2 separate regions of the Pan troglodytes genome follow, and region 2 is linked to region 1. A link is a contact called in public Hi-C data. All regions are on one chromosome and are shown on one strand. The core of a region is the stretch at or near the end of the contact, and the rest is flanking DNA. Distances in the headings are between cores, read along the strand shown.

Evidence for each region. A called contact is a pair of places that touch in the nucleus more often than the background predicts.
Region 2: a Hi-C map of induced pluripotent stem cells shows a contact between it and region 1, with 2.5 times the contacts expected there. The contact joins the promoter of ARHGAP29 here to the enhancer-like site in region 1. A contact is called at or near these places in 4 of 7 Hi-C or Micro-C datasets (blood, induced pluripotent stem cells and stem cell-derived neural progenitor cells), 1 of 1 datasets of contacts at active chromatin or transcription factors (stem cell-derived excitatory neurons) and 1 of 1 other capture datasets (stem cell-derived neural stem cells).

What each region holds. Positions count from the first base shown.
Region 1 is chr1:136,848,739-136,856,632 of NHGRI_mPanTro3-v2.0_pri, reverse strand. It overlaps LOC107967393 (a long non-coding RNA gene), which reads right to left and starts at 7,134. Exons shown (of 3, transcript XR_001707746.2): 1 at 6,921-7,134; 2 at 6,546-6,593; 3 at 2,935-3,349. Within about 2 kb of position 4,217, at least 4 of the 24 cell types and tissues checked have an H3K27ac peak or open chromatin away from gene starts, as enhancers often do. A contact at or near this core is called in induced pluripotent stem cells, where this site is marked.
Region 2 is chr1:136,929,606-136,937,499 of NHGRI_mPanTro3-v2.0_pri, reverse strand. It overlaps ARHGAP29 (Rho GTPase activating protein 29), which reads right to left and starts at 5,128. Exons shown (of 24, transcript XM_054668034.2): 1 at 4,939-5,128.

The DNA.
Region 1 (7,894 bases), core at 2,968-5,467:
CACATTGTTGAAGGTATTTGGTAGACTTTATCTTCATAAATAAGCTCCATTATCAAGGATGGATAGAAGGATTATGTTATGGCTTACTTAAATTTAAGCATAATAATACTATGAACAAGATTTGTTAAAGGGGGAGTGAAGCATTAAATTGTGTTAGGGGAATGAATTCCCTCCTTCCTTCACTTTTTCCGATGAAGCAGGCCTTGGTTTCAGTCCTTGGCCCAGACGAGCCCTTTTCAAGGAACATTTCCCACCAGTGACGGTGCCTTCCTGTCTGAGATCAGCATGTCCTTCAATTTATTCTGCAACTCAGTCAAATTAATTAAAACTAGATTTGTCCTGAGAGTTTGTTCGTTAAGGTGTCACTGTATATCAAATTCCCAATTATCTGGGATAATTAAAACATCCTAAATTTTTCCCCGAATTATTTATACTTTTGGGAGTATCCCCTTGTAGGGTTCAGGACACACTACCCCAAAATATGGCACCTTGGCACTTCAGAAAACCCCAGAGGCAGGAAGGTTACTCTCACCTTCCCCTTGCCTTTCTCTTAGAAGCAGGTCATAAAACCTTCTTTCCAGAGGTGCCCACCCTGTAGCCAGGGGGAAGGAACGTCCCTGTCTTTGAAGACACAGAGACACAGAGAGGAATCTGAACAAACAAGCCTTGCTAAGTTCCCCCTAGTTTATTAGCATTAGATCATACAGTTTTGTCTAATCATCTCCACAATCATCCACTTATTCATCAAACTTAGCATAAAAACCCACAGGTTTCTCTGTCTCTTTGGATCTTCATTTCCGAAGCTATGCCATATAAAACTTACATATTAAATACATTTATATGTTTTTCTTTTTTTAATCTGTCTTTTGTTATAGATGCCTCAGCCATGAACCCAGCAATGAGTGAGAAATTTTTCCTCCCTTATACTCCAAAGGTATATTTTTATTGCTATTTGCTCAGGAAATGCCATAAGGATGATTTAACGATTTCAAATCACCACCTCATTTGACATGCATTTTAGGTAACATAAAAATCATGCAATATGATTGAAACAAAAGAAATTAATTAGAGCAAAGAGAAAAATACAAGCAAGGCAGTAAAGTGAAACAAGAAATAAAACCACCCACCACTCACGACACGGAAATTCCAACTGTAAAGACTCAAGTCTTTTCTGGAGGGGGATCACAAATTTGGCTCTGAGCAATGAAGAAAACAGACCAGTTATAGGATTCACAGTGTTTTATAACATACATACCACGGTCTCAGGAGCCTTAAGACCTGAAAGACATTTCTCCCATATGTCCTCAAAAGGGACACTGATGTCATGAATGACACTTAAAGCAGATGAGTTTCCAATAGCTGTTTCTTATGGTATCACTCCAGGAGCCTTTAACCTAGGGCCTAATGACAAAGTGAGGTCCTTTAAAATTCAGTTCTCTGAGGGAATAACAAGATGCAGTTCACAAATGAAGTTTTTTAAGTATCTGACTTGATGCACAGATAAAGTTTAAAATATCTAAAAGAAGGCCAAGTGTGGTGGCTTCCATTTGTAATGCCAGCACTTCAGGAGGCCGAGGTGGGAGGCTTGCTTGAACTCGGGAATTTAAAACCAGCCTGGGCAACATAGGGAGACCCTTTCTCTATAAAAAATGTAAAAATTAGCTGGGCATGGTGGCTCATGCCTGTGGTCCCAACTACTCAGGAGACTGAGGCAGGAGGATTGCTTGAGCCCAAGAGGTCAAGGCTGCAGTGAGCTGTTATCACCACCACTGCACTCGAGCCTGGGAGACAGAGTGAGCCTCCATCTTGAAAAAAAATAAAAGAAATAAAAGAAAAAGGAAAGGAAAGGGAAGGAAGGAAGGAAGGAAGAAAGAAAGAAAAGAAAAGAAAGAAAGAAAGAAAGAAAGAAAGAAAGAAAGAAAGAAAGAAAGAAAGAAAGAAAGTTGGATGGCCTGCATCTCTCCCTAAATGTTGTTTTCGCCAATCAAACTTCCTTAAGAATTAAGCAGCAGAGAAGTCAAGGATAAATTGTCTGGCAGGTACCCAATATCTGAAACTCTATACTTCTGATTAGATGCGGATGTACACCTAAGAACTTGGCATCCACTTGTGAAAGTGAAGGTTCCTAACCAGGCCATGTACTTGTATAGACCTACGTCCTCAAAGAGGCAGACCACAGTGTACCCATGGGTAGGGGCCAGATTTCCTTCAGGAAATAGTCCACAGTTGCTGTAACATGACAATAAATGAATAGCCAAGATCCATGAAGTGGCCATGGTGTGGGACATAGATAACAACCCTCCCACCAACATTAGACACTGCACAGTTAGTTTTCTGTTATCCTGTTTTGGTTTTATCATATATACCTCCCCACCCATTAGAGTAGTTAGTTGAGAATTGACTGTTAAAAATGAAATCAACCTGCCGAGAAAAAGTCATGTTGGATGAATCACTGGGGCCCTAGGCTGTTGGCTTCATGTTTAATTTGGATGCTTCCCAATCCAATCTTGAGTAGGTCACCCCATATAGCTTCCTCCATCAGCAGGATGATTTTGTTTTAGAAAATATGTACACTTGGTAAACTGTCAAAGTGAGTTGTACGTAAGGTATGTGTTGTTCAGAGGGAGAAAATATTTTCAGCACTACTTGAAGTCTTTATACCTGACAATGCATTAAGAATTCAACACAGTAATCTTATTGTTTTAGCTGTTGCTTTTACCATTACTCATGCAGCATGACTGGGAAAAAAATTAATGATCCCCCCCACCCCCACAGTGTTTGGTGTGTGTGAGTTTAAAAAAAAAATCTTTTGGTTTGGGATGAATGCGTCGAACAATCCACCATCTGGTGTACAAATATTTTTATAGACACGAATCCAAATACCACAAAATCAGTGCCATGGCTCAGGTTCTGTGAATCTTTTTCTGAGGCAGACTTTTTATTAAATGTGATTATTCTTGAACTATGAGACTCTCTGCAGGAGCATTAAGATTTAGCCTTGAGAACAAAACTCTTTATGTTGACCAATATTTTTAAAAAGATGGAAAGAACTCTCTCTGGAGCTAATTTCAAGGAGGACAAAAAAGAATTTTGTTTTTGTTTTTGCTTTTTTGTTTACATACTAAGCATACACAAACTGAATCAGTGAAAACTTCTGTTACATTCCTGCTGTAATCCTGGCTAGTGGAAGAAGATAAGATATCAGTAAGCTCTGTGGGCATCAAGTTTCGGCCCTGTCAGGTGTAATCAGAACCCTGGTCTTAAAACGAAGGCCTCCACTCCACCTCCTCAGGCAGAGGACACTTCATTCCCCAGCCCCAGGCACCGAGAGGAAAAGGAAGGATCCATCCTGTAAGAGCAAAATAAAACAAAATAGCAACACTGGGTTTGTGTGTTCCCTTTAACTCTTGACACCCTGGAATTAATGCAAAGTGGTCTGTATTTAATATCGAATTCCCTCCCCTCACAATGCGATAATGACAAGAGATTTTTAGAAGGTGTGGATTGTAGTTTTAGAAAATTAAGATTCTCCTCTGAACCTAATGTAAAGAAAATTGATGAGTCTGTGCATTTGATGGGATTCCTAGGTCAGCACCATGTCGTGAAGACATTTTCTGAGATAGTGAGTTTGCTCAAAATGTCACTCCAACTTTTAAAGCATGGAGAAAATTGCTTGTCAGTGAATGTACCACTCAGAGCAAAATAGAATTTTTATTGCTAGATTTCCTTTCAAAGTTAAAAATAAGGATAAACAGAACCAAACGGCTGTTTGGGGGAATGTAGTGATCTGGGGAAGAGAATGATGGCATATCGTTGGAGCTTCCAGCTTTGCTAGTGGAACTCACTGGAATGTCCATGAAAATCACCACAGAGCTCAGACATAGTTCTTAACTGGCAAAACTGTCCTAAAATGACTGGACTCTGATGCAGCTGCCTTGGGAGAAGTGGGAGAAATAACAGTCCCACTTCAGCGATCGGCAAACTAAGGTACAGTGGAAATTGAGCGGTCAGGCAAGGGTCACCAAAACTCAGTGGTGAGCGGGAGACAGGCCCAAAGAGCTGAGGAAGTGTAAACTCCGGTGATAAGGCGATAACTTGAGGAAATTAAAACCCCGTAGTGTGGGAAAGAACAATTAGCCAAGACAGAGGGGCAGGAAGGAATACAGAATGAATTACAATCAGAGGAAACTAGCCAGCAACAAAAGAGATGAACTGGCGGGGGCGGGCGAGAGGGACGGGAGAAGTGACTTAAGAATGCTGGCTTCTCTGGGTTCCATCACCGCCTTCTTGTTAGGTCGCCGTCGCTGCGATCATGATTTAACCCCTTCATGCCTCGGAGTGTCTAACTCCAAGGCAGCTATCTTTATCCATGAAGTTCTTTGAGATTGTGCCACGAATATGATGAATTCCAGATAAGAATGACTGCACCATTAGTTTAGAAAAAGTTACCCCCACCCCCCCAAAAAAGACAGAAGTTTAAGCTTCTATAGATTAGCAAAATATTTCCATCAGAAACATAAGAAGGAACATGTAAAACACAAGTATCAGCAAATGCAGATGTTTTAAGACCAAGAAGAAAGTGTTCATGAAAATGAAATATTTTAAAGGAAAACATGTAAAAGTGTTTAAAACTAATTTTGATGACTATCAAGATGACCTAAGGGGATGAAATGTCCTATAACTAGTAGGAAATGATAGAAAAAAAGTATGATTGTTTTATGAAAATAATAATTTGCTTATTTTAAGTCAATGAGTTTGTCACACATGATTATGGGCACTAGAGAAGATATGCTATGAGCCCAAAATTAAATTGTCTTTTACTTCAATCCTAAAAATCAGCAGGCAGAAAGCTAAGAGGAAGCTCTTCTTTAATCAACCAAGATGCTAAAATCATGGAGAGAAAGGCAAAAAAGATAGACCACAGCAGCTAAGTCATTCAAAAGAAGGGGGAGAGTTGATTTCATAGAATGAAGTGGAATGAAGATGCTAAGTAGGAGTAGAAAAACATGATACTATTACAAAGGGTTGATTGAGCAACAAAGTGGGTAATAAGGCAAATTAAACATTCTTATAAATCCTGTGTCCAGGAAATGAATTAACTGCTCAGACTAATAAATGAAGAAGCATCACACAGAAGATAATGATTAAATGTCACCATGGGAAAACAGAAGGTTCCCGGTTTATAAAACCAGCACACTTAAAAAGAAGAAAAGGGTGGGGGCATTTGAAACAATACTAAGAGGCTTTAAAAGTGAACTGAAAAAAAAATGTAAAGTAGACAGTGATGGAAGGACAGCCTTAGAAGACACCTCAACGATACAAGATTCTTTAAATATCTTAAAGGGATTGTGGGTAAGGAGGAGCATCCAGGAAATTGAAACATTAAACTCGGGTTTATTTTAATTTATTTTACCTTAATTTTTTGGTCTTGCCTTCATGAGGCCAATAAATGTACCAGAAATGGAAACAGTGTCAGAGAGTGATAAATTAAGAACAATGAGGAATTCCCTTCCAATAAATTAAGATAACTCAAGAAAAGACAACTCCTGAGTGGGAAGAAAAAGCTGCAGAGATTAATACTGCCTTCATGTAGCATTTGGATGGCTCCTAGGAATCATAAAGATACCTGGGGAAATCAGAGCCAAGTAAATCTAGTACCTTTCAAAAAACAATGGACTACGGAGGAAGCAGAAAAATGCTAGCCTTGCAACTCGGGAGCAATTGAAATATTTAAAGTATAGATAAAGCAACCAAGGTGGAATTACCAAATACCTAGAAATATATGAGTTCAGCAGACAAAACAATCAAATTTTAGGGAAAGTGACCTCCTGAATAAAATCCTTATAGAAGTTTTCAGGCTTTTGAATTTTGGCCACTATACTACAGTTTATAGAGAAGATGAATAAATGGACATCTATTAGCAACATCATGATATTCTGCAAATGGCATTTGTTAACTAACATCATAGAATACAGATTGATAAGGAAGAATTGGAAGAGATTAAACAGTCCTCTCCCCCTGGAGGTGCTGACATCAGCATAGATGCAAAAGTATCCATAAGCGTAGGCATCCAATGACCAGAAAGCTAGTGGCATCTGTCACACATGCATTGCACAATTGCAATGCATTGTATGCGTGAGCAAGAGCATCTCAATCTCAGATTCATTTAAACAAATAAGTCATCACAGAAATAGTACCTATGAAGAAATCCTTGAAGAGGTTTTGGAATGAATGGTTTGCTGGGCAGGCAGGATATTTCTGATACAAGAAGAGCCTCTGAGAAGGCCCACAGCCAGGAGTGGGAAATAGGGCTGAGGAATCATGAACAGGGCTGAGAGAGCATAATATTCGTAAGAAGTGATGGGAAAGATTAGGTAGCCTATAGTAGGAGACAGATTTGAGCATGGGCTTTGGAGTGAGACAACCTGGTTTGAAGCCTAGCTCCATAGTGGTATAATCTCTCCCCCACCCCCACCCCCACCCCCACCCTGACCTCTATGTGCTTTGGTCTCTTCATCTTAAAATTGGAATTTTAATATACTCACCTTAAGGATTGTGCTAAGAGTTAAGTGAGATGTTCTGTGTTCAAGCACCTAGAAAAAATAAGAACTCCAATATTAGCTATTGCTGTGAATGAATTGTAGTCAGTCCAAAGATGAGAACACTCGCCTTCCTCAGTTCCTTGGGGTCATCTCTTTTGACTTTCTGCTGCCTTTTCAAAACTTTTACACTGTCTAAGGACAACAGCCCTACCCGGCTCTCTCACTCTAAGAGATGGTGGGAAGGACAGTTTCACTCTCGATTTCCCTGTTCTCCCCTCAAAACACACTCTTTCTTCTTAGCCCCCTCTGCTGTTTCTGAGAACACAGTGCCCCATTTCTTTCCAAAGCTAAAACCTCTCTGGCAACAGAGAACCCAACTGTTATGGATTCAGCAGTTGACGGTTGACCTCCAGCAGGTTGGTGCTCCATCAGTAAGCCCATTCCTCTCTCCCAGCTGCAGTAACTCCTTCCTGTCAGCCTCCAGCCCTGCTCAAGTCTTCTCTGGCTCTGTGCATTTCTTCCTCCAATGTGCAGAGCCAACACCACCCACTTCTTTCCTTCCCTGCATAAATGAAACTCCCCTCTCTCTGATTTTTACTCCCCCTTCCTCTGCTGAAGCAGCTGGTTTGATGGCCACCAAAGAAGAAAGTTTTTCTCCATCTTATTCTATTCTAGTTTCTTGTGATTCTGTGTTACCTCTATTGACAGATTGTTTTCTCTTTTCTGATGGTTTCTTTATAGTCTTCTTTTTCTTTGCTGAGGCTGTTCCTGTAAGTATCTCCAGGGATTCTAGACTTGGCTTGTTCAGTTTCTCACACTGTACTGAACAACCTCATGTAAACCTTCAAGCCCATGATTTATCATTTCGTTGTTATTGTTGTCGTTTTTGAGACAGAGTCTCACCCTGTTGCCCAGGCTAGAGTGCAGTGGCCCGATGAAGGTTCACTACAGCCTCGACCTCCTGGGTTCAAATGATTCTCTACCCTCAGCATCCCAAGTAGCTGGAACTACAAACACATGCCACCATGACTGGCTAGTTTATTTATTTTTCTGTGGAGACAGGCTCTCACTATGTTGCCCAGGCTGGTCCTGAACTCCTGGCCTCAACTGACCCTCCTGCCTTTGCCTTCCAAAGTATTAGAATTACAGGCAAAAGCCAGTGCACATGGTCATTATTTATCATCTCTCTGCAGGTCATTCCTTGACTATCCTTCTGAGGCTGGAATTTCCAATTGCTTTTTGAAATTCTCACACCATTGCCTTTTCATTCATTTATTCATCCACTCAAAAATATTTATTGAGTGCTACTGAAACATGTTTAAAACTATCTAATTAAATAAAATAAAAAATAA
Region 2 (7,894 bases), core at 3,879-6,378, 80 kb before region 1:
TAAGAGAGTCATTTGATCATAATGACAACAATCCTGAAGGTATCTGTACCAAAAATAGAGGTCCAGAGTATGAGAAAAAAACTGAGAGAAATGTATGGAAAAAATAGACAAATCCCCAATGACAGTTAAGATTTCAGCACTCTTCTCTCAGTAATTGATAGAATAACAGAAAATCATTAAGGATCATTAAGGACATAGAATACTTGAATAGCACTATCAATCAACTTGACCTGATAGACATTTACAGAAAATTCCACCAAAAAACAGCAGAATATGCATTCATTTCAAATGTATATGGAATATTCATAAGATAGGCCATATATGGGATAAAAAGAAGTCCCAATGAACTTAAGAGGACTGAAATCACACAGTGTATGTCCTCTGATCAAAACAAAATTAAATTTGAAACTAGTAACAGAAAGATAGCCAGGAAATCCCCAAATATTTGTAAATTATAAAATATAACTTTAGCCGGGCGCGGTGGCTCACGCCTGTAATCCCAGCACTTTGGGAGGCCGAGGCGGGCGGATCACGAGGTCAGGAGATCGAGACCATCCTGGCTAACACGGTGAAACCCCGTCTCTACTAAAAATACAAAAAATTAGCCGGGCGTGGTAGCAGGCGCCTGTAGTCCCAGCTACTCGGGAGGCTGAGGCAGGAGAATGGCGTGAACCCGGGAGGCGGAGCTTGCAGTGAGCCGAGATCGCGCCACTGCACTCCAGCCTGGGCGACAGAGCGAGACTCCGTCTCAAAAAAAAAAAAAAAAAAAAAAAAAATATATATATATATATATATATATAAAACTTTAAAATAACCAATGGGTCAAATTTCCACAAGGGAAATTTTAATATATTTTGAACTGAATGAAAATGAAAACCCATTTCAAAATGTGGAGATTACAAAGTAAAGTCATGGTTAGATAAAATACACAGTTTTAGATGCTTTATTGTAAAAGAGAAGGGTCTAAAGTCAATATCTAAGCTTCCACTTTAAGAAGCTAGAAAACAAAGAGCAAATTATACCCAAAGTAAGCAAAAGGAAGTAAATAATGATAAGAACAGAAATCAATGATTTAGAAAACAGAAAACAGAAAAAAATCAATATAACCAAAAGCTGGTTCTTTGAAAAGATTAAATTGATAAATATCTAGCTAGGCTGATCAAGAAATAGAGAAAACACAAATCACTAATATGAATGGAAGAAACGACATCAGTACAGACCTTACAGACACAAGGATAAAAGGATACAAGGGAATGTTACAAAAAACTTTGCCAATAAACTTAACAACTCAGATGAAATGGAAAAATTCTTTGAAAGACACAGATTACTAACCCTGACACAAGAAACAGAAAATGTTAATAGCACTACATGTATTAAATAACTGAATTCATTATTTAAAATTTCCCACAAAGAAAACTACATCTACATGAGCTTCACTGATAAAATTCACTGAACCAGATAAAATAATCCTATACAAACTCTTGGAAAATACAGGAGACAAGAACACTTCCCAACTCATTCTATGAGGCCAGCATTACCCTGATACCAAAACCAGACAAAGACATTACCAAAAAAAAAAAAAAAAAAAAAAAAAAAAAAAAAACCCAAAAACACACACAAAAAACAAATTTCTTAACACAGTATTAGCAAGTCAAATCCAACAATATATAAAAAGGATAATACATAATGCCCAAGAAGGGTCTGTCCAAGGAATGCAAGCTTAGTTTAACATTCACTAGAGAAAAACCATGTGATCATCTCAAAAGATGCAGAAAAAGCATCTGACTAAATTCCATGGCCATTCATGATTAAAACAGTCAACAACGTAGGAATAGAAGATAATTTCTTCTATCTGATAAAAGGCATCTACAAAAAAACCGACAGGTTTTCTCCTTAAGATCAGGATTAATATTGTTACTGAGGGTCTTAGCCAGTACAGTAAGACAAGAGAAAGAAATAAAATGCATTCACATTTAAAAAGAAAGAAGTAAAATACTCAGAGATGGTGGGTTGGGGACTTAAAAAAAAAATCTTAAGAAGCCTATAAGCTACTACATCTAATAAATGAATATAGCAAGGTCACAGAATACAAAGTTAATACACTATAATCAATTTTCTTTCTATACACTAACAACAAACAATTGAACAAAAAAATTTAAAACTTCTGCTCTTTGAGAGACAGTGTTGAAATAAAATGCAAGCCACAAATTGGGAGAAAATATCTGACAAAGGATTTGTAACCAAATATATCAGGAACTCTTACAATTCAATAAAAATAAAACAACAATCCAATAAAATAATGAGTAATGAAGTGAACATATGCTGCACAAAAGAAGATACACAACTGGGCAATAAGCACATGAAATATTGCTCAATACCATTAGTATCAGGGAAATGCAAATTTCAACTTCTATGAGATACCACTGAATAGTCAGAAGAAATTTTAATTTCAGCTAGACTGAACTACTAAGTGTTGGTGAGGATGTAGGGCAACTGTAACTGTAATACATGCTTCTATATACAAGGTATACAATCACTTTGTGAAACAGCCTGGCAGTTTCTTACACAGGAAATGTACATTTAACATACAACCCAGTAATTCTCCTTTTGTATGCATCCAAAAGAAATGAAAACATATATTCACCCCTAAACTTGTATACAAATGCATAGCAATTTTTTTCATGATAGTCAAAAACAAAACAACCCAAACTCCATCAACAGATAAACAAACTGTGGTACAGCCTTACGATGGAATACTATTTAACATTACATATCCATGACATCGGAAAAAATCATAGATGAATCTCAAAAGCATTAAGCTAAATGAAAGAAGCCAGGCACATACACACTGTATATCTTTGGTATGATTCCATTTACATAAAATTCTAGAGAATATGAACCTAATCTTAAATGACAAAAGAATTTCGTTGCCTAGGAATGCAGTGGCGGTGTAGGTGTGGGGGAAATTGCGAGAAGCCTTTCATTTCCTCCACTAAAAATAAAGCATCCCTTTACTTTCCCATAGGATATTCAACATACTTGGGAAACTCACGATATTATACCTTGGGCCCCATCAATATTGTCTATTGCTACCGAAGATGCAAAGGTTCTACAGGACTGTCTACCACAAAATGGGATCAGACTAAATTTTCTTAGTGAATGCTGAATGAATAAGTGATACGAGAATGAAAATTCTTTAGGGTGACTTCTGGGCATGAACTTTGTTCAATGTGGTTATACTAACCCCCGGGACCAAGAGCAGTGGCTATAAAAGCCCATGTTCCTAGGTCAAGAGCCTTTACATGTGAGGAAGTGAAGGTGCTTACAACTGAGGTAGATATTCTATTTTAAGGAGGTAAGGGGAGCAGTAATGACCAACCACTATACATTCTTGGGCAGCGCTTTTCTACATCTCAGCCAAAGTTCTATTTCCTGCCAAATTGGGGACTAAAACATTTTCTACTCAGGCCTATTCTATTTTCTTCAAGTTCACTCTTAAACTCTTCTCAGAATCATCAGACAAGAACTGTATACATACTGTAAAGCTCATGAAGCTTAAGCATCAGGGTTGCTTACTTACACAGTTCCTGTAACAAGGAGGCATTTTGAAATAAGCATTTCTGGCAAACTGCGTAAAGAAATCACTACAGAAAGGGACCTAATCTCCAAGACTCCCATAGTTTTGTTGTGATTCACTCATTCTGAATATTCACTTTCATATCTAATTTTGAAGTATTTTTCTTGAAAGGGGAATCTCCTCTCCCAAACTGAATGAGGAGGAAGCGAAGCTAATTCCCAAAGATTAATAAAGAAAAAGGTAAATGTAGAGCAAAAAGGTACTTAGAACTTTCATAAAACATCTCCTAACATTCCCCTTCCCCCCGCCAACCCCTCCATCCCCCGCCCAAAAAAGATCCATCTTTAGAAAACAGAGGATGTCAAAGATCCAAAAAAAACAATGTGGAACGCCACCCTTGGTTTTTAAAGAGGGGTGGTGGTGGTGAAAAGGTGAGATAAACTCGGACAAATCAGAGGGGCTGAAAGACAAGGGAGGAACGTCCTTGGCTGCTCTGTTTAAACCAAGGCAAGATCCTCCCTGGGAACACCAGGTTTCTATCACAGACCGGGTCCTGGGACACCTAGTGAAACAAACGCACAGGGGTCCGCTCTCCAGGTGGTAGGTGCAATCTCCCAGCTTGTCCCTTCCTATTTTGCAGAGCACACGACTTGCCCTAGAGCCATGGCTGGGAAAAGGTGGAAGGGCGAGACCAGGCAGTAATGAGTGGGGAGAGAGAAGGGGAGGAGTAGGGTGGGAGGGAACGACAGAGACGCTCCAGAAGGGGCACACGGTGAGAATGCGCAAGACGGTGTTTTACAACCTTAGATCTCCCTCCCCCAAAGTAATAAATAGCCAGGGTCTAGGTGAGGTGAAGTGCAATAAGAAAAAGTAAATATGGAACATGAGATGTCTGTTTTACTCAGCCTTTGCATGTGTCAGACTGAAATTTCAGAAAACGTCACCAAACTTCCAAAAAGCATCCCCAGTAAGAAAGACGGACTTGAGACCCGGTGAAGAAAACCAAGGGGGTAAGGGTAAAGGAGCCCCTGAATTCCGCAGTGAGGCGATGAGTGCTGGTGGCTAGCAAAGGGAGCGGGGCTGAGACACGCTCGGGGAGTCCTGTAAGGGGAGGAAAGTCCACCCGGCCAGCTTCTCCCCTGCTGCCCGCCTGCGTCACACAACTCAGAGCGCGCACCCGGGGTCCGCGGCGTACCCGCAGCGCCCGCCCGCGTCCTCTCGCTCGTCCGCGCCTGCCTCGCCGGGCGCGCCCCTAGCCCCTGCCGGACCCTGGACGGCAACTAGCCGGCGCCCGCGCGGGCGACCCCAGCCCGGAGCCACCACCGCCGCGGCCGAAGCGAGCGCCACCTCCTCACACTCACCACGGCGCTCCATCCCGCGTCCCGGACGCGGACGGCCGCCCCACACCTACGGCCGCCGCCACCGCCGAGGGCTGGAGCTCGCCGCCCCCATCCCCCACGGCCCGCAGACGCCCGGCCAAGTGGCAGCCGCAGCCACAGACACCACCACCACCACAGCGGCCGCCGCCTTTGCAGCTACCGCCACGGCTGCGCCGGCCGCCTGCCCCGCCCCTTGGAGCCCAGCCCATTGGCCTGGCCCGCGCTCCCGGGGGGCGGGGTCGGCGACCGCGGCAGGTTGGGGCCGGCGACCGCGGCAGGTTGGGGCGGCTGCTCGCTCGCGCGCAGAACGCGGCGGTCAGCTGCGCCCGGCCTGAAGTTGTCCCAACCGCGGCCGCGTCGGTCGCCCTTTTGACTTGCAGCAGGGCGGGCAGAGCGACTTAGAGGAAAAGTGACTTTTTGTACCCTCCTGCAGGGAGCAGGTTCTCTGTCCTTGTTTAATTAGACATTTCTCAGGTGGGCACTTTGAATTCCTTCCAGTCAAGACTCAGGTGTTCAACTTGTTTTGTCGGCCGTCTTCCTCCACCCTTCTTCTTCCATTCAAAACAAAAGTACGTTTTGTGCTTAACTTTAAAACTCCCCCCACTCTTTTCTGTCTTCAACTGATTGTCACTTTCAGCAAACCAAATAAATTACTCAAAACATCAGCTATTATACAGTCCCCGACACATGGCAGGTGCTCAGTAGATGCTAGTTGATTGCATGTCCCCTAACCACGCTACCTGCTTCTTACCATTAAGTGCTCCTTGAGTCATGGGACTGATCAACACGGTGGAGGAAGCCGCAACCAAAATAAAACATTTATCTAGATGTTGGATCACACATCATATCATGTTTGGAGGAAAACAAAACACTGCATTTATATATAATATATATTAGTAACACTTACCAACTCTACTAAGAATACCTTTCCTGTCACCTGTGCTGACACATAAGCACTCCATGAATATTAGCTGATTAATGGGTAAAATTATGGAAAGGGAATTTGGAAAAATCACTTAATGGCATCTTCCCTTTAAATATTTTTCAAAAAGATTAAATATCTGTCATATTCTTCACCCTTCTTCGTTAGGAGAAATATATTTGAAAACATTGTCAAAGGAAGATGTTTTTGTTTTGTTTTGTTTTGTTTTAGAGAGAGGGCCTTGCTCTGTGCTCAGGCTGGAGTGCAGTGGCACAGTCATAGCTCACTGAAGCCTTGAACTCCTGGACTGAAGGAATACTCTCATCTCAGCCTCCTGAGTAGCTGGGACTACAGGCTCGTGTCACCACATCCAGCTCTGTTGTTTATTTTTATGTTTTGTAGAGATGGAGTCTTCGCCATGTTGCCCAGGCTGGTCTCAAACTCCTGGCCTCAAGGGATCCTCCTGCCTCATCCTCCCAAAGTGCTGGGATTAGAGGCATGAGCTACCACACCTGGGTCATTTTTATAAGTAAATATGATTATTAACTGAGAAAGGGTGAATGTCAAACATCTGCTAAGTGGGATAAATGGCTGTGTTTGGCAAAGAAACTAAAAAATAAGGGGCAATATCTCCACCAAATCCTCTGACACTGACTCAGCATGTGCCCTGAATCATCTTATAAGCCAACTAGGTTTTTTACCTATAAATATTTCTTCACTAAAGTGGCTCATGATCATGGTTTTGGAGGACGAGGACTAACAGACACACAAACAAGAAATCAAAGGCATAACTGGATAGTGCATTAATAATGAAGCATGTATGACAGATGATGTGGTATTGTTATTTTATAATTACAGTATATATTAACACATATCCACTCTGCTTATTGAAATATTTTTCATTCCTTCCATGATAGAGAATCCTGCCTCTGCTCTGAAGCCTTTCTGTTCGCTCCAGTGAAAATTAGTCATCCACCGGGCGCGGTGGCTCACGCCTGCAATCCCAGCACTTTGGGAGGCCGAGGTGGGTGGATCACTTGAGGTCGGGAGTTCAAGACCAGCCTAACCAGCATGGAGAAACCCCATCTCTAGTAAAAATACAAAAAATTAGCCAGGTGTGGTGGCGCATGCCTGTAGTCCCAGCTCTTGGGAGGCGGAGGCAAGAGAATCGCTTGAACCCAGGAGGCAGAGGTTGTGGCGAGCTGAGATTGTGCCATTGCACTCTAGCCTGGGCAACAAGAGTGAAACTCCATCTCAAAAAAAAAAAAAAGAAAGAAAATTAGTCATCCTATTTGACATCATATTGTACATAGGATACTATTCTTGTGGCACTTATGGTTTTGGTGCCATGGTTTTTGGCAGTGTTTATGCTAATTAGATTGAAAGTTCCACAGTACTACATTAGTTAGGTCTGTATCTAATACAGAATGGGCCCCCACTAAGAATTTTCTGGAGGGATGTTGAGGGCATGAATGGTAGGCCCAGAAGTAAAAATTCTTCCAGTGTGATTTTTTTTTTAAATCACAAACTGCACTCAACTTGGTTGTATCTAGTAGAACCAAATATGATGGTCACAAAAACCTCATGTCTAAAGCAAAGCCTATCCCAGATATCCTGTTCCCTGAGGTGAAGGGACTGATCACAAGTGTGCATGTTCCATGTGGGTGGTGGAGGTGGGAGCCCAGCCCCACAGGGGAGCAGAGTGGACAGGTGCTCTTCCCCTCTGCCACACTTCAACAGCAGTCTGTTTAGGAGGGACCCACATTGTCCATCATGTCTGTTGTATTTTTATTGATTCCACAAATATTCACTGAATACCTCTAATGTGCCAGGCATTGTTCTGAGCACAGGGGATATATCAGGGAATTTTAAATCCACCCTTAGATTCTCCTCAACCATGATGAATAATGCCTGGGAGAGGGGAAGAAGTAATGGAAGCCTGCACGGGTGGCCCCAAGGCAGGCAGTCCTTGGACTCCCTGGACTGCGGCTGTCCTTGACCTCACTGCTGGGGCAT